Regions from separate parts of the Gossypium hirsutum genome. Here region 2 is linked to region 1. A link is a contact called in public Hi-C data. All regions are on one chromosome and are shown on one strand. The core of a region is the stretch at or near the end of the contact, and the rest is flanking DNA. Distances in the headings are between cores, read along the strand shown.

Evidence for each region. Hi-C and Micro-C count contacts between places; a contact is called where the count stands out from the background.
Region 2: a Hi-C map of leaf shows a contact between it and region 1, with 1.8 times the contacts expected there. The contact joins the promoter of LOC107893985 here to the promoter of LOC107893989 in region 1. A contact is called at or near these places in 2 of 34 Hi-C or Micro-C datasets (leaf and seedling).

What each region holds. Positions count from the first base shown.
Region 1 is chrA13:15,370,886-15,377,233 of Gossypium_hirsutum_v2.1, forward strand. LOC107893989 (5'-3' exoribonuclease) reads left to right here and starts at 3,461. Exons shown (of 6, transcript XM_016819151.2): 1 at 3,461-3,586; 2 at 3,744-4,143; 3 at 5,981-6,105; 4 at 6,251-6,348. The coding sequence starts at 3,790.
Region 2 is chrA13:15,604,713-15,611,060 of Gossypium_hirsutum_v2.1, forward strand. It overlaps LOC107893985 (SUPPRESSOR OF ABI3-5), which reads right to left and starts at 3,068. Exons shown (of 11, transcript XR_005907512.1): 1 at 2,863-3,068; 2 at 1,910-2,126; 3 at 1,273-1,398; 4 at 1,016-1,177; 5 at 203-332. It overlaps LOC107893983 (serine/arginine-rich splicing factor SC35), which reads right to left. Exons shown (of 8, transcript XM_016819142.2): 8 at 5,937-6,348.

The DNA of each region.
Region 1 (6,348 bases), core at 2,211-4,710:
CCTGGATCATATATGATGCGAAAATTAATTGAGAATTTATATGGACATTCAATTAACGAACTAAAAGATTCTTTAATTTAAAGAACTCTCATTTATTGTTTGTTCTCAATGAAAATTGATTATTAGAAACTCACTAGCTAAAGTTGAAATTTAATATCTTGCATTTCTGAAATGAATATGGGCTCATTCATTCACCATGTGGATGATTTTGATATTATATAATTTTGGTAGATAAATCTACAAAATAATCACATATATGTTATTAATTTGCAACCCATCGTTTGCAAGATTGCTTATTTAAATAATTAATTTCATATCATGCAATTAAAACAATTCATCTTGCTAATGTTGGTAAGTTTACATCCCAAGTTTTTAATGATTATTTCATGTCAATTGGGATAAAAGTTGAACATCCTATAGCTCATGTTCACACACAAAATGATTTAGTTGAATTGTTTATCAAATGCCTCCAACTAATAGTTAAATCATTACTTATGAGAACTAAAATTTTTATTTCAGCATGAGATTATGTTGATTTATATGTTGTACGCATCAAGCCAATAAGTTATAAATACTCCCATTACAATTGATTTTTGGTCAAGAGCCAACTATTTCTCATCTTTGAATTTTTGTATGTGCGTATATATTCCAATTGCTCCACCACAACGCACAAAGATGAGTGAATCCTCAAAGAAAGTGGGGAATATATATTGATGACAAGTTTCTTTTTATTACTAGATGTTTTGAATGCATTGAAGATTCAAATATGACATTATTTGTGATTACAATTTTGATTCTATAGTTTTCCCGACATTAGGGAAAGAGAAATAATAACTTGTAATGAGTTAGTAGGAGAGTAATTTGAACCAGAAATTTAATAAGGATAACTCATTACAAGTTAACTATTAGATGTATTTACAAACTTAATGAGAATAACCAAGTGTTATATAGATAAATTGGTTCCAAAGATGAAAATTTCTTCTAGATGGTTATATAGTGGAGGCGGGTGCTCTTCATAACTAATAAATAAAACTTCAGAAGAGATTCAGGCACCTGAAATTGAATTTTAAAATAATGAAAATAAGAGATCTTGGTAAGTTATGTCAATTCGAGAAAATGTGGAACCGAATAATAAAAGTGGTCGACAATGATTTTGCATGCAATATTATCATTGAAATAATGAAATAAAATGAGGATCTTGAATAAATCTATTGAGAAATATAGATAAGGAATAAATTGATTAAAAAAGACGCAACTCAAGTATAATTATATTCGTGGAGTTTTTGGTCCAGTAGTCCAAATATCTAAAGGTATAAAGTCAATGAGGGTGCAAATGAAGTCGTTTTACAAAAGGGAAATAAAAATATAAAGTTTTTCGCTAAGTACTGGTATTGATTTTTAAAAGATATAATACTCTTTCGTAGTGGATGCAATAACCTTTAGATATATTATTATATTGACAATTCCTAAAAGATTTAACTTGCGTCTAATGGTTGTTGTTACAACCTTTATAAATCACTATATAGTAAAGTTTATATTAAAATCCTTAAAGGATTTAGAATGCTAGAAGCATATTGAAATTCTTGAGAAATTATTCATTTATATGAATTGAAAAAATTTGAACATATGTGGTAAATTTGAGTAGTTGAAGGAGGATTATAAAATGATCCAAAATACCTATTTGTGTTTTTATATAAGAATCATGATTAAAGTTTGTTATGATTATTATTGAATCTCCTGAAGAGATCAAAATATATTTCCCCAAATTTCCCTCACTCATGACTTTTAAAAGAATAGTAATATAAATGCTTAGCAAATACATCCAAATAGTCATTTGAAAAACTAGTATTTAAGATTGAATACGTAGAATATGAGAAAGTTTGTGATGTTTTCATGAGAGGGAGTAAATACGCGTTGTACTCTTTTTCCCTTAACCGAGGTTTTGTCCCATTGGGTTTTCCTGACAAGGTTTTTAATGAGGCAACATATTATGTGTATTATAAATTGTGTACTCTTTTCCATCTCGTTAGGTTTTTATCCCACAGGGTTTTTCCTAATAAGGTTTTAATGAGGTATATTATCTACCAATGAACATCCGAAGGGGAGTGTTATGAATATCTTATTAAGTGGATGTCCATCATGATCAAGATGAAGTTTTGGTATACTTTAAATTTTAATAGTTATTAGAATTAGATCTCTACTTCTTTTATACTTCTTATGCCTATAAATAGAGATTCTGATGAAGCATTGTAACCACCCCTTTTGATTAATAAATTATATTCTCTATTGCTTTCATATTTTCTTGTTCTTTATTCTCTCCACCCCTCTTTATTTTATTAATTTATTATTTTTAAATTTAAAACTTGTTAATTTTATTTGTAAAATTTATTAATTTCTTTAAAATTCCTTTTAGATTTCTTCTGGAAGTTTAATTTCTTTGTTTTTACTTTATTTTATTTTTTATCACATGAATCACAAATTTAAAAAAAATATTTTCTTTATATCTATTTAAAATATAGATAATAAATTTATTACTATTAATTTTATAAAAACATGATAAAAGTAAAAAAAAAACTCAATTAGTAGTGAACTAAACAAAGTCTATTCAATCTTACACCATTTAGAAATCCAGTTAATAGCATCACGAAATAATAATCGACTGAGTTTTAACTCGATTGACATAAGCATGGTTACCAATGCAGAAGGACGTGGGTTCGAGTGCGCTGAAGCACATTATCCTCCTATTTATGAGTTGAAGAGGGACCATGAATAATTCTAAACATTATGTCAAAAAGAACAATTATGATAAGAATCTACAATGAAATTATTATAAAAACTTTCAAATATATTGTTTTTACAAAATTCAAATAATTAAGCTATTTAAAATAATTAAATTCAAAGTTTAAAAAATCTGACTTGAAAAATACCAATCATGATTTTTTGTTTAAAATACACGGACTAAAATTGATTAGTTTAAAAAGTATATACACTAAACTTAATAAATTAAGATATAAAGAAAGATTAAGTCCATAACTTATAGTACAAAAATTAATAAAATGATTGGACTAACTAATAATATCACTATAAAAAGCAGATAGATTAAATTGGTTAAAATGTATTCCAAGTCATTTTACTTTTCATGTATTTAGAATTTAGTCTATTTATTTTTATATTCAAGAATTTAGTCCTTACATTTTTTAGATTTAAAAAATTAAGTTTAATTATTAACATTGTTTAAATTATTTTGTTAAATTATTATTCCGATATTTTGAAATTAAAAAAAATCACTTGATATAGCCGTATAACAAAAGACTAATTATGAATCTAAATTTAATGAATAATTTTAACAGCATTAACAATCAAACTTACGTTTTTAGATCTAAAAACTTAAGGAGGTTAAAAACTTAAATTTCAGTATCGTAGAGGGACTGTAACTACAATTAGACCTTTTTACTTTTCCGCTCTATCTTATATCATTTTTTTTTCATGGTTATCTGGTTCAAGTTTCAACTCCATTAATGGATTATTCAATAAAAATTGAAAAAGAAGAAGGTAAAAAACCAAAAGTACACCTGTCGGACCAAAGGTAAGAGAGGACACCTGTGACATACAAGGGGCATTACGCTGTGTCCCCCACCCTGCCCCTTTCTATGCATCTCTGTCTTCGCCGCTTTTGTATCTTTTTCTTGTCCCGCTTTACTTCAATTTGTCTAATCCCTCTTTCTTTTTCTCTTTGATCATAGTAAACAACAAAAACAGGGAAAATAAGGCAAAGAAAATCTTTCAACCATGGTGGGTCTCGGCGATAACAACAATCCCAGTTGCCAAAACAACATCAGCAGCAAAGCAAAAGACAAGAAGAAGAACAAGAAGAAGAAGCGTGGGGGAAGCAAGAGAAAGATGACGGCTGAGCAAACATCGGCTTTCAAATCGGTGACCGAATGGGTTTATTTAGACAGGCACCAGAACCCCAATTCTTCTTCGACGGCGGGTTTATCGTCGTGGGTGGTGGATGATTTTGGTGTGCAAAAGAGTTTGGGGAGAGGGATGGAGAAAATGGTGTTTGAATTGCATTCCCATTCGAAACACAGTGATGGGTTCTTGTCTCCTTCTAAGCTCGTTGAGAGAGCACATGGCAATGGGGTGAGTCACAGAGTCTGGGTACTTCTTTTTTGTTTGTCATAAATCGGCATCTGATATGGGTTTTAGATTTTTTGAATGAATGGATAGAAGCCCATGATGTGTTTGATTGAATTGCTGAAATAGAATAGTAGTGATAGTACTTTGTTGTGTGTGAATCTGTTGGGAATACTGTTCTTGATGTACATTGTTTTTATTCAACTGTAGATTGATTTTTATGGTTTGAACTCATAAGGCTATGTGATTGTACTGAAGGCTATGACTATGGTTATCCTTCTTGAAATATTTATTCGTTTAGGTATGGGACATGATTGTACCATCCAAAGTAATTTAGGCTGACTTCATCTGTCACTTGTGTTCCAAGTTTGTAATTTCATTTTTCCTACAAATTTAAAGGCTACTGTATACTATTTAGTAGCTTTATTTATGAAATCTCTGAGGGTCCATATCTTTGTATGTTAGTGGTTCATTGATGGTGAAAATGGGCTATAAATGTACAGATTTTGATGGCGAGTAGCAAGAAGTAGCTATAAATATTTGTTAGATTGGCATTTCAAAGGAGGGTGTCAGGGTCATTGATGTTGGAGCTTGGTCTAATCCAGGTCAAAACTGCGTAGCAATGACCCATGACAGGTGACAAAAATTAATGTGTTTAACAGTACAGATTCTCCTGTTTGTCTTGAGTAAAAAATTTGTACTATCTAACACTTACGTCCAAGTATTGTAGATTGTCTATAAAAAAAAGTATGGTAAGACTGACTTTCATGTGTCACTTTTGCTCCAAATTTGTAATTTCATTTTTCCTAGTGCTGGTCTTTTTTTCTTGCTTTCATATTTAAAGGCTACTGTATACTATTTAGTACTTGTAGTTCTGAAATTTATGAGGTTTATTGATGGTGAAAAAGGGGTTATAAATGTATAGATTTTGATGGTGAGTTCCAGCAAGAAGTAAGCTGCAAATGTTAGTGAGATTGGGATTTCAAAGTAGGGTGTTAAGGGTTATGGATGTAGAAGCTTGGTCTACTCCACCTATGAAGTAAATAGATTCTAGGTTAGGCACATAAATGGTTAAAACTACTTAGCAATGATTCATGACAAGTGACAAAAATTAATATGTTTAAAAGAACAGGTTCTTCTGTTAATCATTTTCTTTTTAAACACAAACACAATCATATGACTGAAGAAACAGAAAAGAAGTTTCTGTAATTGAAACTAGGACAGGTTTTTGGTAGTTTTTTGATGATGTTATTTGCCTTCTTTTCTTCTTTTTGAATAGTGAAATATTTTCTTCGTTTTTTTGGTTTTAAGCCAGTTTTGTTTTAACAAGCCTTTTACTGTGACATTGTCCTCTTTTTGGTTGAATGTTGCTTTGACTTTGCATTTGAACAATTCCTTTGCACATGCATGCATGTATGTGTCTCTAGTGTGGTTTGTTTTCGGTATGTGTGCATATACCTTTTGCTTGAGTTTGTAGTTTCCGGTTATTGTCCTGACAAAATGGACTACTCAGACTTATGTTTCTTTGGTTTGGTAACTTTGGCATTTTTATCTAGGAAGCTGTTACAGAAGAAACGCACAATGGAATGGCTGAATTAAGCTTGAATTCCCAAGTATATCTGAACTTTGAGAATAAAAGGCAAATTACGAAACCAATTTCTAGTATTTTAGGAAGAATTCGGGGATCCTTTGGAACTATCTATTTCTAGCATATTGTAACTTTGTAATCTTCGTATTTATTTCTTTCTACTGTTTCTTTGAATAAATTGGCAGGTTTTACATATCGATTCTTTAACCCCTTTTAAGTAATTGGAATATGATTAGCATATTGTGTTCAGAACAGGTGAAAGTTCTTGCTCTGACAGATCATGATACAATGTCTGGAATCACCGAAGCTGTAGAAGCTGCTCGCAGATTCGGTATCAAGATAATCCCTGGTGTTGAGATCAGCACCATATTCTCTCCAAGGTTCTTGTTTGGTTAATACAATTATCATCGTAAATGGAAAAAAAAAATTATTGTAGAATCAGTCGTAGAAGTGCCTCGCATATTGTTTGGTTGTTTTCTGTGTATTTCTGCACCTCTTATGTTTCATTTATTGATTCAAAAGCAGAAATCCTGAAATGGAGGAACCAGTGCACATCCTTGCATATTACAGCGGCTGTGGGCCCATGAGGTATGAGGAGCTGGATAAATTATTGGCTAACATAA
Region 2 (6,348 bases), core at 1,818-4,317, 230 kb after region 1:
ACAAGCACCGGTGTTTAAAATGGTGAAGGTAACATTTATGGACCTGAGTTCAATCCAACTTTGTCTCAAAAGATTCAAGCACCATTGAAAACATTAATCACACCCTTTTTTCCTGAAGGTAGTGGCATTAAAGCTTAATAATATTTAAGGTTAACTTCTAAATTCTAGATACCTAGAAGCACAAGAAAGTAACAGACTTAACTGTAGTCGCCATTCTCCATTAACTTAATGGCATCTTCCGTTAGCTGATCAAATACAAGCTGAGTCTCAGCTGACATTTTCTCCTTTCTCTTATTTGAAGCTCCTTTCAACCTTCTCAGAGCTTGCAAAACCTGTCCATATAAATTAAAATTAGCTTTATACCGTCCCTTGTAGTCTATTTAATTACCCGATGGATAAAACATGTTTAATATCTGGTACATAGGGGACAGAGCTTCGAACCTAAAAAGAAAAGTGTTAATAGGGGAAAATAAATACTCTGTATCTGCCATTGAAAAGCATACGTGACTTTAACCAAAAAATATAAATCTAGAAGGAACTATCTAACAACCTTAATCAAACTTATGCCACATGTGAGCATTGTTATGAACCCAGATTAGCCTCAAAATAGACAACTCCCTCAATGGGATGAAAACTAACAACTAAAATAAGCATAACACTAAATGCAGTAAGGTCCATGTCCCAGCATAAAATCATAATCAAATAAAAATACCGGGTACAGTATCCAGTATTCACTTTATATATAGTGTATTGACTTCATGAAAATGAAAGAAAAATGGAACTCTGGGGTTTAGTCCACTTGGTACATCCAATTCTTGAAAGGTGACATCTAGCAGATCAGAGATTCGAATCTCAGCATCTGCAATTCATTTCCTATCCTAGGTTACAACCTCCTATGTACAAAAAGAAAATTAATAATAAAGCAAAATGCAAATTTTAGAACAAACATGTAACAATTGAAGACTACCATTTCAATTTACTTTTTCAGGCAAAATATTTATCATGATGTAATTACCGTTTCTCCAGGTTCAAGCACATTGGCAATCCGTCTCTTTATTATCCCAACGTCTTGGGTGGAAAGATCCTGTGCTGCAACTTCATTATATTCAGCTTTTGTGGTTACAGATGTTTTTCCTGTATATTTTATATCAACTTCAACACTATCAAGCCAGGCATCCTACAATAATTCCATGTGGAGTCAATAGAAATTCTGATAATTATATTTAGCAGCTTCTGCATCAAAGTTTCCATGTGGTCAATACAATGCTTTACCTTGATTTCCTTGTCAGCGACATATTCAACAAAGTTTCCATCTGCATCAAAGTATCCTTCTTCTCTTTCTTTGCTAAGATTGAAAGGTTCTATTTGAACTCCATCATCAACGAAGTTCTCATTATCCTGCAAAAAGAAATTCTTCATCATTGGCTAATCCTGTCCCCTTAACCAATATATGAGGACTCTGGCAATCATCTTGACTGCAAGAAATCCAGCCAATTCAGCAAAGAAGCATCCTTAAGTTATAAATTAACTCGATAACAGAATTACTTGCCAAGTGTTTGATAGCTCACAGCAGCACTAAACATTGTAAGAGCCAAAACCTAAACTGGCATATCAATGATAAAGATACTTTCTTTTTAGGAATAAAATGGAGAAAAAAGAAGGCCCTTTACCATTTATTAGATTCAAAAGACTTAACTTGGAGAAAGCTACAGTACATAACTGGCAGGACCACCACAAACTAGATGAGAGTACAAAGATTGTGCATAATCTTCTACTTTTAAAACAGTTAGGATAAATTGGCATTTATTCAAAAAACATGGACTGCATATTAACATCTTATTGCCTCTTCATTCTATCAAGTCACGCATAGAATCTAACATCAGATAGACTAAGAGTGCAATAAACTTACCTCATATGAAATTTCAGCAGCTGATACATCATTAAGCATTCCTCTCCCATCTTCAGCAAATAGCTCCGTAGTAATTTGACTGCGGCGTTTGGCCCGCTCCTTAGCAGCGAGACGAGGATCCTTCAAGTCACCTGAACCGTCTTCAATATCAACTCTGTTCGGTGCTTCTTCTCCAGGCTTTACCTTCTTTCCCTTGGGAAACCTAACCCTCTTTTGCCTGTAAATCAACATATTGATATCAATTCTAAAATTCAAACAATACAAATGATTCTTAAAAAATAAAAAGGAGTGAGAATGGAAAATTAGTTTATCAAATGGTTAAGATCTCTGTCACCAGAAATCGTTATTTCCCTAGCGATCTTGAATTGGTTTGCGCAATCCCAATAAGAGAACAGTAGCAACCTAATTCAGTAAGACTAGCGATCGCATTAACCTATAGTTTATTATAAAATTAGAGAGTAAAATAAATGATTTCACAAACCTCAAATTTTATTTATACAAACACAGAAACTATATATATACAAGTTCCAAAACATCTCTTTAACATTCCAATAAATCGTACTTTGTTCCTACTAAACAAACGAGAGAAGATTGCCCCTATCTAATTAGGTTTCAAATAAGTAGCGATTCGGGTTCTAATTTTCGTTTCTCAGTACCGATTACACCGAGCCATAACCACTTCGCTACCTTCTAGCTTGACCATTAAGATTAACAAATTTTCAATCATCATTTCTTTATATTCTTCAAACCAAGCAAAGCCTAAAGGAATTGACTATCAAAGACTTAGAAAAAATCATTTAAACCCTAAAAAATCAATAAACTAAATAAGCACGGCCTAAAACATATAGACCGGCGAAAACGAACTACGAGCTAAAAACAATTGCAACGATATACTGAGATATGAAATTAAAAAATTAAATAAATAAATAAGAGGATTCAAAGGAAATAATTACGCTGGAGGCTTGTTGGAGTGTTGGTCTTCGAAGAATTGGCGCTTGAGATGAGAACGCTGTTGTGGGTTTTCTTCCATGACTGCAAATATTTCTCAGCTGAGCTCCAAAATTTCAAATGATACAGAGACTTTGAGAGCAAAATAAAATAAAATGGTGGAAGGGACAATAAGCATTTGCCGACTCACCTAGCTTGTCAATGTAGCTGAGCCCACATGAATTATCGGGAACTCGACTCAACTGATGTTTTGGGTAAATTTCAAAATTGGTCATTTATGTTTATATAAGTTTAAGTTTTGGTCATCTAACTTTAAAGAATTACTATTTGGTCAGTAACGTTGTCTATAACTCACATTGTGGTTACTCGGCACCAGAGATGTCTATGGATGTAAAAAGTTAATAAAATTAGATATTTATATTAATATTTATATATTTTCATAATTAAATTAAACAAAAGTTGGTATTATCTAAATCTAACCTAATTTGAGTTGAGCTGAACGAATAATCAAATTATCGGACAAATCTACTTATCACAGAGAAAGAAGCAGAACAAACATCAATAGCGACCCAAGAAAATCAAAAAATGAAAACAAGGGGAGAGGTTCAGTTCGGTAAAATCAAGTTGGAGATGCTCCAATGATATGCCTGCCAGTGAGAATCAATGGCGGTTGGAACAACTAGGAAGAAAATGGAGAAGGAATGAAAAGAAAAATGAACGGAAGAAAGAAAGAAAAAAACAATATAACAAATGCAAAGGGAAAAAGTCATAGTTTTTTAGTAAATATAATCTAATTTATTTAAATATATAAATTTATTTAAATATAAATAATAATTTTTTTCTTTTTATATTATTTCACCATTATAATAAGAATTTTTCTAGTTTGGTAGTTTATCTATGATACCTAACAATCACTTTCTTCCCAGTTTACCAAATAATTATTACAAACAATAATGAAACATGTGGCATACTCGTTCTAGATGCTAGTAATTATGAGGATTAATCAAGATAAAAATAATATTTCAAGTACTAAAATAGAACAAAATATTAAATATTAAAATAAAAGGTAAATATAATTTAAAGGTCAAATAATAAATAAAGTTAATCTTAGTATTCAATAGTTATGTTATCCTTGATAAAATTTAAATTTGAACTAGATACATATTTAATTATGAGATAGTCTGTTTCCTAATATACTTCAAAAAGTATGGAAAAAAGTAGTTTGGAGGTTCAGATAAATTAGTTTATCTATGTATATTAGGCCAAATAGTAAACTGGTCATTCTATTCATCTATTTTTATTGTTAAGTGGGGATGTGTCGTTATCTGATTGGTTGAATTACATCCATATAAAAAATTTCATTCATTTATTTACCTGTAAAAATGTTTATCTTTTTCTTTTATTAAAAAATTCATCCATTTTGCGTGAATTAATCACCCCATGTATATATCACTATTTAGTTGCTTCACTAGTTACATAAACCCTCAACATTAGAAATTAATGAAATTTTTAATAAAAAATTAATTTGCTATTTGATATAACATACAATGGCTAATTTACTCATTTTTTACTAGATAAAATAAAGGTAATCTACCCAACTTCAAAAACTTTCAATTTCATCATCAATTCTTCAAAAATTTAAAATTTTAATCACCCACCGTTAAATACAATTTTTTTTTACTAAGACCATTGAATACTTAACAGAAAATTGACATAACCTTTTTTTATTTGCATAATAATAAATTTAGCTTTCTAATATTTACACATTTTATCAATTTGATCCCAAATCTAAAAATTCAACAAATCTAGCCCTCAATGTTTACAATATTTGTCTTTTAGTTTTAATTCTAAAAAATTCAATAAATTTAACCCTTAACATTTACAAAATTTATCAATTTATTTCTAATTCTAAAAGTTTAAAGAAAAGGAAAAATATTTTTAAAAAGTCCAAATTTGGATAAAAATGATTTTAAAAAAATCTAAAAAGCATAGAAAAACCCAAAACAAATAAAATAAAAAATACAAAAAAGAAAATTATATCAAATGATTTAAAAATAAATGAACACAAAATAGATTGATAAGTATTAGAAAGAGATAAAGTTAAACATTCCCATAGGACATAGAATTAACAAAGTTATCTCCATTAGTTCAATGCAGCTCATACTTGGACTAGATTTCTTGGGATTTTGATTGTTTAATTGATTTATTTAAACTAATATTATTAAAATCGAACCAATTGAACCGAGAACTGATCGATACACCAATCCGAAATAATATGAAAAAAGGGATTGACCTAAAAATCGGATCAACCGCGACCACCAACTAGATGAACCAATAAAAAATCGATTCAACCAATTATTCTCTAATTAAACATATTTTGTAGCCGAAATTGAAAAAATATATATTTACAGCCCGACTCCATTTTAAAATGGCCAAAATTAGTTTTCTCTTCCAAAAATAATAAAAGAAATAAAAATAAAACAAAAGGACATAAGAAAAAGGCAGCCGCTCACTAAAATGATTTATCTCTAAGCCTTTTAAGATGATTTTGGAGAGAAGAATATAAAAGCTTCGACTCTTTTTGGAAGCAGATAAGGAAAGAAAAAATATTAAATTTCTTTCACCTTCATTAATAGCTGAAGTTCAGCTACTTTATTTATAACAGCTATTTCCATCTATTCCAATGCAATTTTATCAATAAACAAAAGAAATTTTTATTTTCTCTTTTCCATTTTCCTCAAATTTTCCAAAATTTCTATAATCTCCCCTATTTTGTCCTATATTTTCCTCTTCTTTTTTCTTGAACCAAAACCAGTCGGTAATTTAATCAATTCAACCTTCTGTCCAATTTTAAAAGCATTGACTTGAATTACCTAAGTTTGAAAGTTATTGATATTGATGACATGTCTAAATAAGAAGAAAACAAGGTGAATTCTTTTCCCAAGCTTTTTCGTTTCATATAACATGAAAGGAAAAACCCAAATTATTACCATCACTATTACCATTATTAGGTTAAAAAATGCAACAGAGATCAATGAATGCCCCCACCATTTTAAGTTAACACACAGCTTCTTGAGGATTCAGCACAGAAGACCACTCACTGCATTCCTTAATTACCATCTCTAAAGCAATATAGAATAGGGGTCTCCGGATTGTAATATACTATTAGATCATATAGTCACGCAATATCGTAGAACATATCAATTAAAGGAGCGACATTGAAGGCTAAACCCTGCCATGTGACCGTATGTGGGATATCACATGCTGCTAGTGCCATAACCGGCACATCCCCCACAGGAAGGGCAGCAACAGGCCGCTACAAGCAGACTAGCAACAGAGCTAAGCAACTATGCTAAAACCATTTTCAATGTGATACAACAAGGCAGCAACAGCTTGCTACATCTTATTTGTCGGCTACTCAAATGGTTTCCCACGAGCCGTGTATATCTTACAACCGCTTCACAGCTACACGGTCACGGTCAAATTTGCTA